2 separate regions of the Gossypium hirsutum genome follow, and region 1 is linked to region 2. Evidence: chromatin contacts called from public Hi-C data. All regions are on one chromosome and are shown on one strand. Each heading gives the region's core, a stretch centred on a gene start, on an enhancer-like site or on the middle of the called end of the contact. The rest is flanking DNA. Distances are from core to core; before and after follow the strand shown.

Region 1 (3,917 bases), core at 270-2,769, 530 kb before region 2:
GACTAGATACTTGGGTTGGGCCACTTGGTATAAATATAAAACTATTTTTTTATGTTTAAAACAATCGGTTATTTCAATTTAGATCATCAAAATAGAAATCAAATTGAAATACCATTTGAACTGATATAGGTAAATGAATATACCCCTAATTTTATTTAAGTGCTTCATTTGGACCCGAATTAAGATATTTAATCTGTTTATAAAATACAAATTTAAAAACTTTGAATATTTAAATTTAAGCTGATATGATTGTAAAACAAGAGTTAGAAATCCAGAAAGTCTGTGAGAAAGTGTAGTCGTTGGATCTCTTCTTTGTGTTCAGACTCCACCATCCACATATTTAAAAAAGAAGTTGAACAAGAATCCATCTAGACGATTGGCTTACCACATCATTCATGAGTCACTACGGGGCTGCGAAAAGCCTTGGAAATTTCGTTTCATTCAATTTTTCAAATGTCAACTTCCGACTTCTTAATTAACTAATTGGTACAACGCACATCTGTCTTTCCTTGGAATTTTATTGTTTTTAAATCTTCATCTCTTTGCTTTTTTGACCCAAACTAAAGCAAATGATACAACCTTTTTAACATTTCCATTATTCAATTTATATATTTTATTTAAAAAAACACGCAAAATAATAATGAATTTCGAAATTTTAAAATATCAAAAATTTAAAAAAAAATTGAAATCGAAATACTTTAAAAGTGCATCATTTTAATATGTATAATATTTTATTTACATATTTTTAGCCGATTAGAATTTCGTGGATAAAAATTTATTATAAAACAATAATGTTTAAAAGAATACATGTATCTATATAAATATGTATCACTAATTTTGTATAATAAATCAACATTTTTTTTGGTAGAAATATATTAACACTATTATGATAATATAAAAATATAAAATATAAATTAAAGTATTTTATAGTTAAACCAGTGGTAGATCTAGGGGATTGACAGGGTCTCCCTAATATAAAATATTTTTATTTAGGTCTTTTATAATTTTTTAAATTTTAAATTAGAAATGGTAAAATTACATTTTAACTCTCACAAAAATGATAAAATTAAATTTAATCTTTTAAAAATTATAAAAATATAAACCATTAAAATGACAAAATTATATTTTTACTACCATAAAAATATATAATTTAATTTTGCCTTCTAAAAAAATTTTGACTTCACCCGAGTCAAACCAAGTGAATCAAATACAAAAGATTTTGAATAACTTGGAAAAAGGAAAATTACCTAAAATTTTGAAACTCTAGGGAAACAAATATTTAAAAAGGTTTAAAATAAATTCACGTAAACTTCAATAAAAAAATAAAAATTATAGGCATGAATTATATATTTAAAAAAATCATAAAAGATTGGTAATTTAGAAATTAGTCCAAGATTTTGGTTTTAATTAAGCAGAGCCGAATAAAGAGAAATACCAAAAATCGAATTGCCTTGTACCTAAAGTAATGCTTGAGAAGAAATTTATACGTGTATAAAGCCAGTTGGTCAAAACTGAGAAAAGCCAATAGTAGTACAAGTTTTTCCGCGTTACCTATAAAAGGACGACGGCTACACGCGTCTTCCTTTTCTGCAATTCCATTTTCTCTCTCTCTCACCTAAACTAATTTCCTAAATTTGACATAAGCATCTTCCCTTCTCTTCGCTCCTTTCTGGTAAGAAATCTCTTCTTTTTATGTCATTATAATACTTTCCGTACATTCAATCTCTAATCTTTAATCTTGCAAACCAAGATGAATTGAGCCTGGGATTCGCTTTTGATTCCTAGGGTTTCAATTTTTTGTAGGATTGGATTTTTTTTCTTTTATTCTTTGTATAGAACCGTTTAGATTGTACAAAAAAAGAGATGTGGGGGAAATTATTGTGGATCTGTACAGATAGTTTAAGACTTTTTAGCATTCAATTTTAGAGTGTTGGAAAATCTTTGTTCTTCAAATTTTCACTGTCAACCATGTCTTCGGCTGGTCTTGCTGTTGTCCCGGTTCGAAATGAACCTTTGATCCCTCCTGATCACATGAATCCTGAATTGGGTCTTTGTGAAAACGAATCAATTTGGATTTATCTGGCCCTTTCCGAATCAATGATTCCAATGCGGGTTCTGGAATCGGATTCTATTGAATCCTTGAAGCTACGCATTCAAACCTTTAAAGGTTTTGTTGTGAAGAATCAGAAGTTGGTTTGTGGAGGCCGGGAGCTGGCGCGGAGCAATTCACTTGTTCGTGACTATGGAGTGAACGATGGAAATGTTCTACACTTGGTTCTTAGGCTTTCTGATCTCCAGGTCATTCATGTTAAGACTACAGCTGGGAAAGAATTTACCTTTCATGTCGAACGAGGGCGTGATGTTGGTTATGTGAAGGAGCAGATTGCTAAGAGGGAGAAAGGTTTTTCTGATTTTGATGACCAAGAAGTTGTTTGTGATGGGGAGCGATTAGAGGATCAGAGGCTCATTGATGATCTATGTACGCACAACAGTGCTGTATTGCATTTATTGGTTCGGAAATCTGCCAAACTTAGGGCTAAGCCTGTTGCTAAGAATTTCGAGTTGTCTATTGTGGCACCAGAATTGAAACGCAAGCTAGAATATGATGTTGGTGATGAAGAGAATTCTTGTAGAAGATATGAAGTTGACAGGGAGGTTGAACCAAGAAAGCCTCCTGATAGGGATTTTGTATTAGAGCCTGTTATTGTTAATCCCAAGTTTGAATTACCTTCGGTCATTGTTGATATGATTAACTCCACATTTGATGGATTGTACAATGCAAAATTTCCAATCAGGTCTGTGGAGGGTACTGGAGGAGTCTATTTCATGCAAGATTCATTAGGCCAAAAGTTTGTTTCTGTTTTTAAGCCAATTGACGAGGAGCCTTTAGCTGTTAATAATCCTCGAAAATTACCAGCGTCACCAGATGGTGAAGGGCTGAAAAAGGGTACACGAGTTGGAGAAGGAGCATTCAGGGAAGTAGCTGCGTATTTCTTGGATCATCCTAAAGGATGTGAGGAGAAGGGTTTTGCTGGGGTTCTTCCTACTGCTCTGGTCAAGTGTTTGCATGCTGGGTTCAACAATCCAGCTGATTTAGCAATTGTCAAGATTGGGTCATTGCAGATGTTTGTGGAAAACAATGGAAGTTGTGAGGATATGGGTCCTGGGTCTTTTCCAGTTGAGCAAGTACATAAAATCACTGTGTTGGATATAAGATTGGCTAATGTTGATAGGCATGCTGGAAATATTTTATTGAGCAAAGATGAAGATGGGCAAACAGTGCTGGTTCCAATTGACCATGGCTATTGCTTACCTGAAAGCGTAAGTTTGCTCACTGATAATTTGTAATTTACTACAATCCTTGTTTTCCGTTTTTTACTACTTTACCCTTAACTCTGTTCTTGTTATTTTTGTTTCTAGGTTCATCCTTTAGATTGTAAATGTTAAACACAGTACCGAGGATAGTTTGAATTCAACTGTGGATTTAACTTGAAATAGATTCATGATTAGAAGGTTATTGAACTTGTATTAGATCTTACTGAGTCAAGAGGCTCCAATATACTACTAAAATTATTATGGTTCACTGATGGGCTAATTTTAAACTATCTAGCAAGCTCAGTGATGCTACCATTCTGATTCTGTGCCAAAATTTTCTTGGGGGGGTTTTCCATCTTGTATAGAGTTTATGAGTGTATCATTAAACTTTGTCATTTTTGTTTCATTCATTCAAAAGCTCAAATTCTATCTTCTTTTTTTTCTCTGTTTTTGGGTGTTTTCTGTATTTTTCTCATATCATCTTTGCTGTTTCTTGAAGCATAAACATTAATCAAGTTTTCTGTTTCCATAGTTTGAAGATTGCACATTTGACTGGCTGTATTGGCCTCAAGCTCGTCAATCCTACTCGCCTGAGACACTTG
Region 2 (4,064 bases), core at 1,284-3,783:
TATTATGATGCAGTAATAATTTTGAATATGCCAGCAATATTGTTTATTCTATTTTAGTTTCATTGAAATGAATAATGGAGCTTTCACTGTAAATACATGTCTTGAAGAGTTAGCATAGGAAAATGACAGCTTTTGTAAGCAATAGGTTTGCCAATGGAAGTGTGGGCACAGACATGGGTCTGATTAAACAATACCCACATGGCCTGGTTTCGTCATGACATCCTATCTGAAACCCTAAATTTGATAATCAAAATGTCACTGTTGAGTGTTGAAATTTAGTTAAAACAACACCCCCCTTAATTGTTCCATCTATCAAATGCTTTCTTCTTTCAAATCCTGGGTTTTCAGCAGCTACTAGTCTGCCACTGCTCCCTCATGGGATTGAGATGTGTGCTAATTTACTTGCAGCATTTTGTTTTACTTACAACAGGGTTAACTAAAGGAGCTTTGTGCGGTAAAGCACATGGTCTAATTAACAAGTAACTATCATTTGAAGGAAGGGAGCTTTTACCTATGTTGGTGCTTCATCTGTACATTTTAGGGAATTAGTGATCAAAACGAGGTGTAAAGTTTTACTATTGCTTACATTTCCCATCATACTTTTTCCATTTTTTGCTCTGGCTTCTTTATTCATGGTCCGTGGAAGCTGAGCAACAGAACACAGCAAAGAAACAGTTGATTAGAAGTTTGGCAGAGATGAGATGAGTTTATCTAGGCCTATATCAGGGCCTTAGGTAACACGTATCCAGTAGCTTGTCACCCAGCATTCATCGTCCACTACATTCAGTAATAATCACATGACTGTTCACAAGCTCATTCGAAAGATTATCCATGGAGTCCTTCTCTCAATGCTTTGTGCAGTGAAAGTTATTTTGTTGTATTAAAATCCCGGTTAGCTAGGAATCTAGGAAACAAATGTTAGCTTCTTTTTTCTTTTCTTTTTTTAAATATTACTTGTATATGTGCTTTGTACCTTGAGAGTTTTCCTGTCTATAGTTTGAATATATCTATCCTTTTTTTTCCCTGAATTATTTTGTCCTTCATCTTGCTGAAAAAGCAGTAGTATGAAAACGGTGCCCCTTAAAGAACACTCTTTTGGGGAATTGGATCTTTTTGACCTTTGCAAAAGATTAAGCAAACACCTTTCTCTTTGCCTTTAATTCATGATTTTCGAGACTATCTTTTTAGGACCCTTGTAGTTTTCTAGATAGAGAAAAAGATGTTTCATTGGGGCCTTGATGAATTCTTGAAGCCCTAAGTCCAAATTTTTCTCGTGAATGGTTGGTATGTTTTTCGTGTACAGCTTGACCAAGACTCCATAAAAAAGTTCCCACATGATGAAGGTACCTAAAAGTTCCTACTAGTAGCTCCCTTGTTAGGATTACAACCTAGTAATGACAAGGTTATAGTTTAACTTGACATCTAAACATAACCTGAGATCCTATGCTGGCTTGGCTAGATTTCATCTTAGCAAAACATTTTCAATATTGCTGCTAGCTAGCTACTTCCCATACAGATGGAAAGGGCCCATGATTTGAACCCATGTCGGGTGCCAGCAAATACGATGCCAATCTGGTTGATGGAAATGTTTTCCTATAAGTGGTTAATTAATGCATATTGAACATGATATTAAGTAGCCAAACATATGCTCCCTAATCTAGTGCTATTACAATCCAACTCATGGTAGTACATTAAAGTTATAACTTGATACCATTGCTTTGAGTTCATCTTACCAAACTTTTCCAATGCTGTTAGCTACTTCCCCATCAGTTGGAGGGGCCCTTGATTTGAACCCCCCATGTTGCGTGCCATTGCCCTTGCCATTTCCATTCTGTTCGACGGAACTCTTTTCCTATCCTTCACGTGTCTGATGCAAAAACCATGTTGGGTCCTGCACTATTTCTGTTCAAAATTAAACTTGTTGTCTAGGAAAAAGACTAAAAAATATCTCATTCTAATAAAATATGATCCATTGGTTGTTGCCATTTGAGATTTAACTTTGGGTTAATATATTAACCGTCGGCTATTTAAAATTGTATTTCATCAATCAAAATACTCTCCAAGGACTAACACCATTATATAAATGCTAGCGGCTTGATTGATTAATATCAAGTTATCATGCCAGAACATTTATATCAATTTTCAATATATAAAATTAAAGTTAAAGTAAATGAAACGCAAATTTTTTTTGTAGTATATATACTGATAAGGAATTGCAGACGTTTAAAAGTAGTGATGTGTTAAGTTTTTTGGGTTGAAAATAACATGTCATCAAGCCACTAAAGATTGGCCTGGCCTATTGTGGGTGACAGAAGTAAAAGATAATCATCATATCATTAATTGTTTTCCTTTCAATATTATTAAAAAGTTAAAAGTGGTCCAGTTGGAGAACCAAATTTTCTATCGACCCTTTTACTTTTACCTTTTTTATTTTTATTTTTATTTTTATTTTTATCTTCTAGCGTTTAGCCATTGCTTGTTCATAAAATCACTGGTAACTGGACCATACATACAGCGAGGGGTGGCATGCCGCATGTGAAAGTTGGCTTTTCCCTCCTAACTACTATAAACCATCTTTGAAGCTAATTTTCAATGATGAAAAGGGATAAAAGTTCGACCATCCCTTGTATCCTGACATAAATCTAGAAACCCACCTTGTTCAAAAACAAAAAAAAAAAATCTAGAAACCCACCATTTAACAAAAGCTCGGTGGGAGACTTGCTGCAAACAGATCTTGCTTGATGATTGTTTTCGTCATAACAAGGGTTCAGTCTTTTAGAACTGTCAGTGCTTGAGTGTTGTCCCACCCAAATGCTTAATTTAGAAACCCAATGGAGAAAGAATGATTCATCTTTGATTCCTCCAGATCATACTGCACCTTCTTTCAGACAAAACGAAATCTGCAGAACTGCTAAGTAAAAAATCTTGTACCTTCTACTTAATATCATAAAAAGTGTAAAACTGTAGGGGATCCTAAAGCTGCAGTCCAATTTCTTGACTTAGCCATTTATGTTGATACAAGATTATACACCTATTTCTTTCTTTCTTGCAACCAAGAATTATGTAAAAATGAGCAGGGAACATTGGGCATTGGGCTAATGTGGAAAACCACTACAAATATTTTATATTGGGTCACCCTTGGTTCATACAGAATCTATTCAAGCCCAAAGTTTGATCTCGGCAACTTTAAGCCAACCCTTTCTTAAACAAAATAGATTTTCAAGCCTCACCCAACCGAATCAGTGCGGGTGATGGGGGGAAGAATATGTGCCTTACCATAAATTAGTAAATTAAACACCAACTTAGTTAAAAAGAGATTCAAAAATAATAAATTTTATTGTAAGGGTGTTTATATTTTCAATAGTTTTATAATATTTTTTTTAAATTCAATTTTAAAAGAAATCTAAAAATAAATGAATGATTAAATTAAAAATTTAACTGCTGAAAATAATGTATTTTAACATATTTTAATTGCCGGTTTAATACCCGGAATACAAATCTGTCACAATGGTTAAAGTGTATTATTGGGGTTTGGAGTCAAGTTGATGAGGTACCTCAAGTGTATGTGCTTGACCCAGTATAGATGTTTTTCCTTGGGTTAAAGAGAAAATATACTAAATTATAGTCCTTCAATAATAAAGCTTCAATCCCTCGAGGATCAATAATAAAGCTTCAATCCCTCGAGGAGGATATCTTTGAAAACCATCAGCCCTTGTAAGGATCTTGTTTCAACCTTCGCCATAAAATCAGTCACAATATTTGCTTCTCTAAAAACATGCTTGAAAGTCACTTGCCATGCTTATTTACGAAGTTGATAAATTTGACACACTAAAGCCAAACAATTGGTCACTGCGAAAATGGGTTCAACATCATCATAATCAACCTTGACCTTTCTTAGTCCAGAAGACCAAGCCACATTTAACCCGTGAACAATACCCCACAATTCAGCTTGCAAGATAGAAGAAACACCAACACATCTAGTAAAACCAATCAATTACCATTAGCATCTCGTAAAAGGCCACCCCAAGCTGCTTGCGCATTTTCCCTGCAGCACCATCCGTATT

The links. Hi-C and Micro-C count contacts between places; a contact is called where the count stands out from the background.
Region 1: a contact with region 2 is called in a Hi-C map of leaf, with 2.0 times the contacts expected there. The contact joins the promoter of LOC107952959 here to the enhancer-like site in region 2. A contact is called at or near these places in 2 of 34 Hi-C or Micro-C datasets (callus and leaf).

Annotation. Positions count from the first base shown.
Region 1 is chrA07:30,309,661-30,313,577 of Gossypium_hirsutum_v2.1, reverse strand. It overlaps LOC107952959 (phosphatidylinositol 4-kinase gamma 4), which reads left to right and starts at 1,519. Exons shown (of 2, transcript XM_016888168.2): 1 at 1,519-3,321; 2 at 3,848-3,917. The coding sequence starts at 1,969.
Region 2 is chrA07:29,783,285-29,787,348 of Gossypium_hirsutum_v2.1, reverse strand. LOC107952981 (a long non-coding RNA gene) reads left to right here. Exons shown (of 2, transcript XR_001699015.2): 2 at 1-1,028. Among protein-coding and RNA genes, the nearest start is that of LOC107952981, 3.6 kb to the left of the region's middle. Within about 2 kb of position 2,533, at least 7 of the 9 cell types and tissues checked have an H3K27ac peak or open chromatin away from gene starts, as enhancers often do. A contact at or near this core is called in leaf, where this site is marked.